Regions from separate parts of the Nothobranchius furzeri genome. Here region 2 is linked to region 1. Evidence: chromatin contacts called from public Micro-C data. All regions are on one chromosome and are shown on one strand. Each heading gives the region's core, a stretch centred on a gene start, on an enhancer-like site or on the middle of the called end of the contact. The rest is flanking DNA. Distances are from core to core; before and after follow the strand shown.

Region 1 (5,983 bases), core at 35-2,534:
CATCACCACGGCAACCATCACCACTGATGTGTAAATAATTTCAGCTTGGAAGTCCTGACATTGGAAGGGGAGTTGGCCTCTCGTGTTGGGAAAACAATCACTAATTCCCGGAGGATCACGAGTCTCCGCTTGGGTCATCTCTCAGTTGAAGGGGGAACAATCCGAGTCACTGGCTGGCGTTTCTGCTGCATCACCTCAAACGCTGACCTGCTTGTTTTCTACACAGCTCAGCATTTTTATTTAATTTTAAAATCTGGTCAACGTCGGGACTAATTAATGCCTTTGGGCGTTGTGCTCTGGCTAAGTGACAATGTGATAATGAATTAATTCCAGAAAGAAAACAAAAATCTGCTTTTTTCCAGCCACCAAGCACAGGTGGGCCCCATATGGATATATATGAGCAAACCGTATGGGTGCCAATAGGGTTTGTCCACGGTTTCCATGATGGCCCCATGGCAATTTTCCCCACATATTATTTAACAGGGCCTACAAGGGTTTTCTGGGAGACTCAGATGGTCACCATGGAAACCATGGATAAACCCTGTTGGCACCCTTATGGTTTGTCCATGTATTTGCATATTGGTCCCACCTATTCATGCTGGCTGGGTTTCTACTTCACATGTGGGGAAAAAAAGCTCGAATGTAACATTTCCATTTTAAATAGGAAATGATTACAGCTGCCTTTCTCAGAACGGGAAAAAAGCACAAAAATAATTAAAGAATAATGTGTTCCCTGTTGTGAGTTTGGTGTGGAAAAACAGATCGTTGCACCACGCCAGCCTCTCACCGTGTTCCTGCATTCGACAAACACAACAGCAGGGGTCATTACTTTTTACATGGTTTCACTTTTTTACTCTCCAAAGTGAATTTATTGGACTTTACTTGATCAGGATTCAAAAGGCCGCCCCGCAGGCATTGTGGCTTTGATAGCCTCTCAGGTATTCTCTGCACATCTGCCTTTCAGAGAAACGTGTGGTTCTTCATACGTCATGATAATAAAACATGTCGCATTATTATCACCTCATGTTGCTCAAAACAGCTTAAACTTGTTTTGGCTGGGGAGTGTCTCTTACATGCAGAGAAATATTTGCCTTTTAATCCATAATAGTGAACAGTTCCTCCAAATAAGTTGTTTTACAAAAAGTAAATATTTAAATTTACAGATAAAGTAGATGTAACTGTAATAATAATCAAATAAATACATATGCTTCTGTGTGAGCTTTTAGGAGCGACAGCATTCAATAATCCTGTGTCTAAATCACTTGCTCAAAGTGCAATACTCTTCTTAGCCAGTAGGTGGCAGTAACACAGCATAGGATTTGAATTAGAAATATTGTTTTAAACAATATAATCCCATAAAATGAGAACAAATAAACACAATTTAAAGCTACAGTTGTGATTTCAGCTCTAAATTAAACCAACGGTGAGTGTGTGTGAACGAGGATGTGACAGAGAGAGCAAAAATGAGATCCAGCAACTTCTAGCATGCTAGCTAGTTGTTTTCTGTAAGCTGGCGAGCTGTCTGCTAGCGCCCCAGAGGCATTCAATTCACGAATTCTAATGGTTCCAGAATTCTCCAGTTTTCCCTATCAACCAAATGTGATTGGCTGTTGAGCTGCAGTTCAGGGGCGCTTTCCCCAGCGCACTACGAGTGAAACTAGAGTGTCGGGTGGAGGAAATTTGCTGTTTAATGAAAGACAGCTGGTTGAGTAAATCCTTCATATTGCATGTAGGCATGCTAAATTAAGTAAATCTGACACATTTAGAGTAAATATATGAATATATAAGTGGTTTTATTTACAACAACATCCAACAAGTTGAAGTTTGGTGCTTTTTTGCAAGTTTAGTAAACATTTAGTTCAGTTTGGCATTTATTCAATACAAAAAAAAAACAATTTCTAGGAATATTTTAGCTCATTCATCATCTTATTTTGCCTGTTTGCTTTCTAATCATAACTTTTCTAAAAGTCTGGCACATCTGCTGCAAAAAGAATAATGCTGGGTGAGTGACTTGAGGTCTAAGACAAAAAGTGCTCTGTGCAGGTTCGATATTTAGCAGCAGCCCTTTGGCAAGAAGCACTCAGGTCGTATACACTTGTGATGAAGGAAATGGGCATTCAGTGGTAGAATTTCCACCCAATCCTTGGGCAAAAAGGTATTTTTTCTGTAAACCATTTGTTCTTTTGTAGCCAATGCCTGATCTGTTCTTTGGATGTTGGGTTGTGGTCTGAATGTCATATTCATTTGGCTCCATTTTTTACCGAAACGATGATGTTTTCTTTTAGAATTTGATATTTTTCTGTATTAATTACGTTTTTGAAACCCTAATAAAAAAAAGGATGCCACAACTTCCAACCATCAGATATATTTGGATGTTTACTGTCTGTGATCCCAAGATGATTTTTTCGTCTCTATAAAAGACAGTTATGGGCATTTCTGTGATGTTTTGGTTAGATTTGGTAGCCATCTTGAACTGAGTTGACTCCAGAAATGGATCAATACTGTTTTTTCTGTGAGCTACATCAAAATCCATCCAGTGGTTCATAAAGTACGTTGGTAATATTAGTCAGCCTATAGGCTATAGCTCGTTGGCAGCTTTACAAACCTACAAGGCTGCAGAAATGGAATGCAGCTCAAACCATAAGTCATCTGTGAGGTCACATGCCTCTCACCATGAAAAAATATCTTTTAGCACTAAGAGAAGGAAGTTCAACATAACTGTCCATTAAATTAATTTACCTCATATTCTGCTCCTCTTTTATTTTCCCATGCCTTTCTATGGAAATTCAAAAGGATGCTTATGATCCTTCAACGGGGGAAAGCAGAGCAATGGAGAATGTCTTGCAGCAAAATAAATGATTTCTTTTAGTTTCTATTCAGGATGTTCCATTTTATGGTCCTGCCGTTATTATCGGCCGATATTGGCATTAAAATTTAATGTTAAAAAAAATCGATATCGGTTTTCAGGCTTTTAAAGAGCAAGTTACCCCCAAATAAACTTTATTTTTTCTGATAAACTGTATAAATGCGTGTCTAATCATGCTGCAGACGCGTGTAATCAATAGTTTTGCACTTTAGTGCATTTTAGTTAAAATTTTAATTTTCTGCCTAAAACTGTCAGTGTTGTGTCGTTGTCAGGTAAAACTCTGCACTGAATTAGAATTTAAATCTGCCATCGTTATTGGCTAAGAGGTACCCTAGAACGTTAGCTGGTACCATATGATGTCACAATGTTGTTGTGAGCCTGTGTGTGTGTGTGTGTGTGTGTGTGTGTATGTTAGTGGCTCCACCCTCTCGGTCTGCTAGGCTACAGCATTTGTGGCATTTTTCAAACAGGAAGTGGGAGTTGAGTAAGAATCTGGTAGGGGGTGACTTGCTCTTTAATGACACAACTTTTACATAACATACACATATTATACATCAAAATCTTCTGCTATTTTTCCGCTCTCCAAAAATGTCAAAATATGACAGATCTGAGCTATTGTTTTAGAGATATTTAAGTTGCTTTGGCACAAAATGTGAAGGAGAGATTTTCCCCGTGTAGTGATACTCTGTCCTCCGAACAAAGCTACGTTCAGCTAGCCAGCTAAAAAACAAATCAAACAGAAACAAGAATCTTCACCCAAGGCTTGCTTTTCTTATCTGAAGATCTTTTTAAATGTGTTATCAGCATAGCTGCAATATAAAGAAAAAGGTAAAATACATACACACGTCTTAGGCCCTGTCCACACGTAGCCGGGGATCTGCCAAGTCGTAGATATTTTTCTACGTTTTGGCCTGTCATTCACACGAAAACTGAGTTTTTTCACACAAAAACGGATCTTTTGAAAAACTCCGGCCAAAGTGAAGATCTGCGTTTTCTCCGTTTTGGGTGTCTGCGTGTGGACAGACAAACCCGGAGTTTTAAGGTCCGCAACGTCACTTTCCGCGACAAAAAAATGCTGACATCACGTGTGCGACCTGTGTTTACACTAGCCGACATCATGGATGCCCTCAGAGCTGCGCTCGCTTTATCAATTGTCCAAGCGCTTTTTGCTTGTTTGTTTTTGCAAGCAGAATTACTGCTCCTTGCGGAAGACCACAGACGAAGGACGAGGTTAAGAACGGGGGAAGTACTGCTACCTACAGGTCTGGCATGTCCTTAACAACGTATTTATCCGGGTACGTGTGGACAGAGTTTTTTTTTAAAACAAGGTGGTGTGGATGCAAGTTTTTGGAGGGGCTGATATTCGTTTTTTAAAAAACCGGCTACGTGTGGACTAGGGCTTAGTGACGTTAGTAACCTAAAATGTTTGACTTTTCCTTTGTTTTATGAGGGGAGGCACAGCATTTATCAGATATTGATGAAAAAAGTGGATATCGAGCTGAGTATATTTGCTTTTAACTATAGAACGTTTACGTTGGTGCAGAACTTTATGTATTTATAATTTCAGCTTTATTTATTTTAGTTCATGGCTCATGGCTGTAAATATCCACGATGATGCTCAGATTTAATTAGCTAACCTTTATCTACAACTCTATTTGGTTTATTTAGGTTTACCTAGTTTATTCTGCATAATTGTTGCTATTTTTAATATTATCACTACACATCTAAGTGATTTATTTCAATCTTAATATTATACTTTTCAGAAAAACTCCATTTGAAACACTCAAACCGACTCCTCACCCTTTTATAATTTATGTTTTTCACACAAAGAAAACTCAGTTTTCCAAAAATGTTTTCTTTAATGTAACCAAAAGAACAAAGATATTTTGACATTTTATTGCTACAAAACACACAATCAATGGTACAGCTTTCCCAAGAAGAACAAAAATGATTTATCCTGCTGATTTTACTCCCGTTGGTCGACTTGCTGGTTTTCCTCATTCTTGTTAACAGATAAGAACAATCTTACAGAATAGTGACACAGCGAGAGAGCGAGAGAATAATTTCTACAAAGCACGCCCCCTGCCAGCCTGCTCTTTTTACTCTTTCATTATTCTCTCATCTGTTTTGAAAGTAGAGCCCAGGAACAGCTGCAGCTCATTCAGGCGCACGGGACTCCAAATAACAGGTGTCATTTCTGAGGTGTTTTAGTTTTCAAATCGAGCCAAGGTTTTTGTTTTCCACCCTCGTCTGACTTTATTCAGTGCATCTCTGAAAATATATTAATAAAGAAAGCTTTGGAGAAAAGCCACGGGTGCAGAAGGTGCACGTGTTTCTCTAATAACGGCTCCTTGAAGGATAAAGGAAATGAAATTACACCTTGCTTGTTTTGATTTTTTTATTAGGGGGTGTCACAGTGATCCTTGTGAGCTTGAGCCTGACGCTCCAAGATATCCGACGGCTCGTAAAGCAAATCATCCTCTCCGAGTGTCGAGCTGTGGTCCAAGTTCACAAAGTTTGGGATGTTGAAGTGAGACAGGAAGTCAAGACACTCCCTGTCTGTCTTTGTCTGCTGGTGTCCCCCGGTTTCCTCGATGTCCTCCTCCATCTCCTCCACCCCATTGGAGCAAATACCTCTAGTGAGTCTGTCTTTAGTGCTGTCCGCCAGCTTCTGCCTCCCCGGACCCTGATCTTCCTCACTGATGTAGAAGTTGAAATAGGAACGAGACCCGGCCAGCAGCGGGCGAGAGAAGGCCTTGTCGTTTTCACCCTGGCGGCTGCTGATGTCCATCAGACAGCTCCCGGGTTGATGGTGCTTTTCTGCAGAGTCTGGGTTCCTGTGAAGAATCAAAGGAAGCATCCGGAATGACCCAGAAGAAAATAACTTTAAAACAAGGAACAAATTGGTAATTTCATCCAATTTCCTCTCACATTTCCTGTCATTTATCCTGCTCCTGAAAATTGATTGTCAGATGTATTATTTCAATGGGGAAATTGGGTCGATAAAGACTTAGCAACAAACTCGGCTCAGCTCCTCAGATCTTATGTAACTCTCTTCTGCAGCTCGACAAGGGAAAAAAAGCCTTTTCCCCTAAAAGAAATCCTCCTCGTGCCACT
Region 2 (6,716 bases), core at 1,253-3,752, 37 kb before region 1:
TTATTATTTTCAGCCTAACAGGAAGTAGAAGGGTTGCATTTTAATAACGTTCATATTTATAAGAGAGCATCCTGCTCTGTAATTTTCTGCTCCTATACAATAATCAGCAAATCCTTTAGGGTCTCAAGTGAGTTGATTCTAATCCGATTTGTCCTTTTCGTTTAATGTGCATCGTAAACATTTTTGGAGCTGCTGTTAACCTTAGGCCTGAAGCTGGATCATAAAAATGGAAGAATCTGTCGACCTCATCAAGGCCAAGCTTAACAACCTGGGGCTCTGTGGATTTTACGCACTCAGGAGGAAATCTTTTAAATCCCCATCACAGTGATGGACATTCTTTATTTTTTACTCATCAGCCTCATGTTTTATCATAAAAAACTGAAGTGAAATGCTGCATCAGTTTCTAATTGCTTCCTACCCCTTTCAGAGGAAGCAACAAAAGAGCTTAATTTCATTAAGCGTTCACAATAAATATGATCCGACTCAGAACAGAGGTATAATGTTAGTTAGTTTTAGATTCATTTTCTTTTCATCAGTATTTTCCACATTTTTTTAAATTTGTCCTTGATTATCAAAAAGCAGCTCTAGTCAAACTTAGCAATGTAAAACAGCAGATGATTCATCATATTTCTATAGAAAATGACACATTTCAACAGTCTTGTTATTTAGATTTCTCTTTGGACATTTAGTTTGGTAAAACTGCATTTAATATAATTTCTGGTGAAAATTTGACTACAACTCTGAGCATGAATTTGGTGTATAAAACGACAGTACGTATTCTTTAAACGGGGGCATATTATGACTTTTCTCAAGTTAAAATAGTTCTATGGTTATGAAGTTCTTTGCACAAAAACCCTCTCACATAAAGCGATTCCTGCATCTTTGAGCTGTGTCAGGGCTCAGTTAAAAAAAAAGAAAAGCTAACACTAGCCACGCCCACCCATCCCTGCTCGGCTTGCTATAGGCTGAGAAACTCTGATATGCGCGAGGGCTTTGAAGTAGAGCCACTGCTCTTCCAGCAGCAGGTCTCACCTCCAGATGATAGAGGTTTATATGGTACCGTATTTTCCGGACTATAAGTTACACTTTTTTCATAGTCTGGCTGGTCCTGCGACTTATATACCAAAGCGCCTTATATACCAAATTATGTATACCGCGCTGCTGCGGGCCGGCTCCGGTCCAGGTTTCAGCTCCTCTGCCCCGCTGGGAGGGGTTAAACACCGCCATCCTCTGCTGGAGACCGTGGCGTGCTGCTGCACCCTGATTGTTTATTCTGTTATTGTTACCGGCACTTGTCTTGCAATGTGAAATGCTTGGTCTCAGATTTTGTAAAAATAATAAAATTTCCCCCCAAAATGCGACTTATAGTCCAGTGCAACTTATATATGTTTTTTTTCTTCATCATTATACATTTTAAGGTTGGTGCGACTTATACTCTGGAAAATACGGTAATTTCCACATTTGTGATGTCACAAATGGGGACTTTTTGAAACTGCTCAATTTATTTGCACAATTCCTAAAATCAGTGACAGAAGACTGATGTTTTTTTGTTTTTGTTTATAGAGGCAGTAGAGATCCACATAGCAGTAGAAAAGGATGCAGAAGGAGAATTTAGCATATTTTGTCCCCTTTAAAAGCATCTGCTCATCATTTTGTGGTTTGCAATCAAAACATTTTCACTATGAGTCACCTACATGATCCACGCTTTAGTCATGTACGTTCCTGTTTTCCTTTCTAAACCGGGCACATGAGTTTATTCCTGATTTACTCCAAAACTTCCACAATTCATTCTAAATAATCGATTATGTCACAAGTGTGAGTGCTGAGATTAGTCCTGATATAATCTAGAGTGAGGTAGAGTTGCCAGGGGAAGTCAAAAGTTCTCAAAGTGTGCAACTTGAGTAAAAACACAGACTATTTTAGCAACTGGATGTAAAATATCACAGTTTCTGGACCGTCTGAGTAACACCCAGGCCACGTTTCCACCAGAGCAAAACAGTGAGGCGTTGTGGTTTCCTTGTGAGTCACCCCTCTTACCAGCAGGACCGGCATGGCAGAGCCAACTCTGTGCTGCAGCGCCCCCCAGTCCTCCGGGCTTCCATACAAGCCTTTCTCCAGGATGTAGGTCTCGCCACTGAAGCCTGGTTCTTCAAACACAACCCAGCTGAGAGGGAGTGAAAACAAGAACACAGAAAGCGGTGCACGATTACTCCATCAGAAGAGAGATTTATCCACTTTCATTTTATTTTAATCAGCAGAGAGACACCTTTGATGTGGCCACAATTCCTTGGAAAGAAGAACCGCAGGAATTCAGGCGAAGCTGTGCAAATGCATCAGAAAAGCCAACAACTCGGTCTGGATCCGAGTGCATAGTAGCTTCCCACTTCGCAGCGTGTCAGCATTTGTTGTCTTGGCAAACGTGGCGGGTCTAAAGTGGCTGAAACCTTGTGTTGCTTTTGTGGATTCATGATGTGCAAGGGTACAAACAAAGCCTCCCACCGCGAGTCCAATTCAAACCACAGAGCCAATCAGAGGAACACGTGGGTGAGGCTAGCAGTAAAACCCTTCCTGCTAAAGGAGGACACAGTGTTCCCCTCCACGTTTGTTGGATTCTCCCATGGGAAGCAACAGTCACCAACGCATGTTCTGCATTTCATTTTCCTGATTTGCTTCGGATTTTCTTCCTGCTCTTTGCTTTTTTTGGCTGATCACAACATAAACAAAACCAGACATGTGCCATCTAAGTAAAACTGAACTTTCCCAACTTTCCCGAGCGTGAGGCAGGACAATCACACCCCAACAGGGAAGTGATGCGTGGAAGCTTTAAAACATTAGTGAGCTCGCGTATCTGTCGAGGCCTGTCTGTTTGGGTGTGGCGGCTTTTGCCGTTACACCTGGGCACCTTTAAATGGCAAGAAACCAACACGAGAGGAAGCAGGAACTTTGGTCTCGACTAATGCAAAGGTTGCAGGGTTGGAAAAACACTGGAAGTTTTGCATATGAAGGGATGAGACGTGCCTTCAGCAAACGCAGAAAAAAGTACTCACACACCACCGAGGACATCGATGGACTGCGTTTTCATGCCGTAGCCTGTGTCGTCCATGTTGATAACGGGCGCCGTGAGGTCAACGTTCACACCGAGCTTGCCAAAGTTTTTATCGGAGAACATTTTCATGAGAGGGGACAAGAAATCCTACAAGAGAACAGGATAATTAGGGCCAAATGGAAAAATATATAGGACATGACAGATTTAGTGAGACAGGGGTTTTCAGAAATGATCTCACTTGAGGAGCAGGACAAATTCTCAGCATGCCACAGGGCACCAGTTACATTTTTTTGAAACCCCCAAACACTCAGCTGAACCTGAAACGTTTGTTTGAAGCGATGCTTCAAACTGTTGTTTTGACTCCAGTGCAGCTTTGGGATTTAACATTTTAGCCAATAAACCAGTTTGTTTTAGAAAAGCCGAACATCCGAGAGCTGCGGGAGGGATTTTTCTTTCATCGATTTCCATTTGTGGATTTCCTTTGTTTTGTATTCCATATCTGAAGAAAAGTAAACCCCCCCGCACACAATGCTCAGATATTTGATTGCCCTGCAAGACGTCCAAGCAATTATATTGTGAAGTTTATACCCGCGGTTATTGGTTTGGTTTCCCATGGCGATGAATTGATTTATAGCAGAAGGCTGAGGAGCTTAGTGATTGGTGCGCTGCAAAAATAATTGCACCCTTCTCTTTTTTTTTACACCAGCAGATGCAGAAGTAGCGCAAAAATACAAATTAATGATGGACCCTATGTATTCAGCCTATAATATATACACCCTCTGTCCTTCACGCACAAGGCTGAGCTAAACTAACAACTTCAACAGAATGTCTTACATGCTGTTTATAATATATTGGTGTATTTATGGTAACTTACAGAAATAATCGGTCGCAGTGACAGAAGCTCAGCGCCTCTCCAGTCGCTGCAATCCAGGTACTCTCCTTCCTCCAGGATGTGCTGCTGACCCTCAAACCCAGGCTGGCTGTATCCCACCCAGCTGCAACAGGAAAAAACACGTTGATGGATTTCTCTTCAGAGCCACATTGGTAGATTTAAACCACGTTGCATAATGAAAAAATATGTATTTATTGAAGTTTTGTGTAAACTTTGCTCAGAGCTTCAAGTCACTAAGAATAGCACGGTGAGACGGAGACTCACAATCCTCCAATAATCTTTAATGATCCAACAGATTTCAGGTTGTTTGTGTCAAGGTTCGCTCCGTCTGCGGCGATGCCTCCTCCTTCAGCCTCGCAGAAGCTGAAAACATCGCTGTCGATTTCCAGAGAGGAGCCCTCAAAGCCAGGCTTCTCGTACACGACAGCCTGCGTAGAGGAACCGACATTATTCCATGGTGGATTTGAACACAAACCATAAAGACTTTCTGATGTGGGAATAGAATATTCAGTAGATGTAATGTATTTACCACATTTGTGCATAATATTTTACACATTGCGTAACAAATTAGTCATTTTCCCTTCATTGTGTTGCTGAATGATAGTACAATCTGCTCCTTTCTATTAATCTCTAATTACTGTGACTCCTTTTCAAAAATCCACCACTTTATTTTTATTTTGGCTAAAAAAATGCAAACAAAAAACCAAAAGTTTTTTTTTAATAAAATGTGTTTCTAATATTCAAATGAGCCATATCATAGAAAATCCACTTTTTGGAGCTTTTTATGATGTGATATTGTCATTTCCTCATGAGAAATACCCCCAAACCCGTTTTTGGCTGCCTTCAGACGTTTTTCTGCCTCAGCTTCAATTTGGTCAAATTTTACTGCAAACTGAAGAAATTTGCCCATTTCTCCTCCCCCTCAACCTAGTCTGTCTTGAAACTGGGATATTCTGACAAATTGCTTTTGCATTGGGGGAAAAACACCACCGTAAAAACCATGTGTCTTGTCTATAAAGATGCACGTAACGACCAGCATGTGCACAGGATATGTGTGTTGTGTGTCAGGCAACTATTGTCCAGTAGGAGACTTGGTAGTCCAGTGGATAGTATGCCTAAGCAGTCACTTTAACCGCTGGACTACCAAGGTCAATACAGCAGTGGGCTTGCCCAAGACGCTGTTGTAGGTGTGACATGTTTAGCCGCATGCTGTCCTTCAACCGCTGGCTGTCTAGGTGGTGTCCTGAAAACAACGTGGGCTACATTGATAATTGGAAAACTTTTTGGGGAAAACCTGGTCTGATGCGAAGAGACGGCATCCATACCTCTTTGGATGGAGCAGCTCTTCTTTCTAGGAACATGGCCAGTTTTATTAGTCCTCCATGACAACCCAGGGTCCAGACCAGGAAGCAGAGTCGTAGTTTAACCCACCCCTCTGCAGCTTCTGTACTGATACACACCCACTACCCCATAGAGACAGTGTCCTGCCCACGGCCAAAATCACACAGATTAAATATCAGGCTTAATAAAGCAAATCATGGAAATCTCATAAATATTAGAACAAATTCAACTGAGTAGAAAATTAGAAAAATTAAATGCGGGTTGTTGAACATTAGATCCATTTTTTCTAAGACTCTGTTAGTTAATGACTTGAGTTGTGATAATCAGATTGCTTTGCTGTCTCTCACAGAATCCTGGCTGCAGCAAGAGGACTATGTTAGTTTAAACGAGGTGACTCCTTCAAATTGTTTAAATCATATTGCTCAAAGTACAGGGCGAGGAGGAGGAGTAGTAACCATTCTTCATTCAGACCTATTAATCAACCCCTTACCAATTAATAGCTACAGTTCTTTTGAACACCTTATTCTTAGTTTTCCTAATCCAGATTGCAAAACTGTAAAACCACTCTTGTTTGTAGTTTTATATCTTCCATCAGGCCCTGACTCTGATTTTTTATCTGATTTGGTGCTAAATACTGAAAAGGTCATTGTAGTGGGGGATTTTAACATTCATGTGGACATTGAAAATGATAGCCTCAATGTAGCCTTTGGTAATATCTTAGACTCAATTGGTTTTACCCAAAGAATTCATAGCTCCACCCACTCCTGCCATCATACATTAGACCTTGTGCTGACTTATGGCATAGAGTGTGAGGAAATAATATTTCCGCATAATCCAGTCCTCTCTGAGCATTTCGCTCTCAGACTGCAGTTTACTGGCGGTTCCCAGAATATCTAAAATGAGGATGGGAGGCAGATCTTTTAGTTATCAGGCTCCTCTCTTGTGGAACCAACTCCCTGCTTTAGTCCGTGTGTGTGTGTGTGTGTGTGTGTGTGTGTGTGTGTGTGTGTGTGTGTGTGTGTGTGTGCGTGCTCTGTCTTCTTGATCCCCAGTGAGTCGTGGCGAATGGCTGTTAATATACCGAGCCAGGATCCTCTGGAGGTTTCTTCCTGTTAAAAGGGAATTTCCCTCTCCACTGTCACTGCATGCTTGCTTAGTATGAGGATTGCTGTAAAGTCACTGACACTGACTCGATGCAATTTGCTGGGTTCCTTATATAGGAAACTTTTTTTCTGACTGGCTTAATGAACTGACCTGTATTGGAATGTTTATTATGTGAAGTGCCTTGAGATGACGCTGGTCATGATTTGGCACTATGTTACGTCCCTGACAGGAGGTGTTAAAATGTTGAGGGGGTAACATAAGAATTGCGAAGGTGGACTTAAAATGGGTTTAATTGTTACAAAAGTTTCTAAAAACAAGTGCAAACAGATGGCA

The links. Hi-C and Micro-C count contacts between places; a contact is called where the count stands out from the background.
Region 2: a Micro-C map of tail fin shows a contact between it and region 1, with 2.8 times the contacts expected there. The contact joins two enhancer-like sites. A contact is called at or near these places in 2 of 2 Hi-C or Micro-C datasets (skeletal muscle and tail fin).

The regions. Positions count from the first base shown.
Region 1 is chr2:7,272,897-7,278,879 of NfurGRZ-RIMD1, reverse strand. It overlaps LOC107377650 (melanocortin-2 receptor accessory protein 2), which reads right to left. Exons shown (of 3, transcript XM_015947405.3): 3 at 4,706-5,703. The coding sequence ends at 5,268. Among protein-coding and RNA genes, the nearest start is that of LOC107377650, 4.1 kb to the right of the region's middle. Within about 2 kb of position 1,284, at least 1 of the 3 cell types and tissues checked has an H3K27ac peak or open chromatin away from gene starts, as enhancers often do. A contact at or near this core is called in tail fin, where this site is marked.
Region 2 is chr2:7,310,572-7,317,287 of NfurGRZ-RIMD1, reverse strand. It overlaps LOC107377651 (beta/gamma crystallin domain-containing protein 1), which reads right to left. Exons shown (of 23, transcript XM_015947406.3): 12 at 4,203-4,366; 13 at 3,921-4,041; 14 at 3,048-3,193; 15 at 2,038-2,164. Among protein-coding and RNA genes, the nearest start is that of LOC107377651, 21 kb to the right of the region's middle. Within about 2 kb of position 2,502, at least 1 of the 3 cell types and tissues checked has an H3K27ac peak or open chromatin away from gene starts, as enhancers often do. A contact at or near this core is called in tail fin, where this site is marked.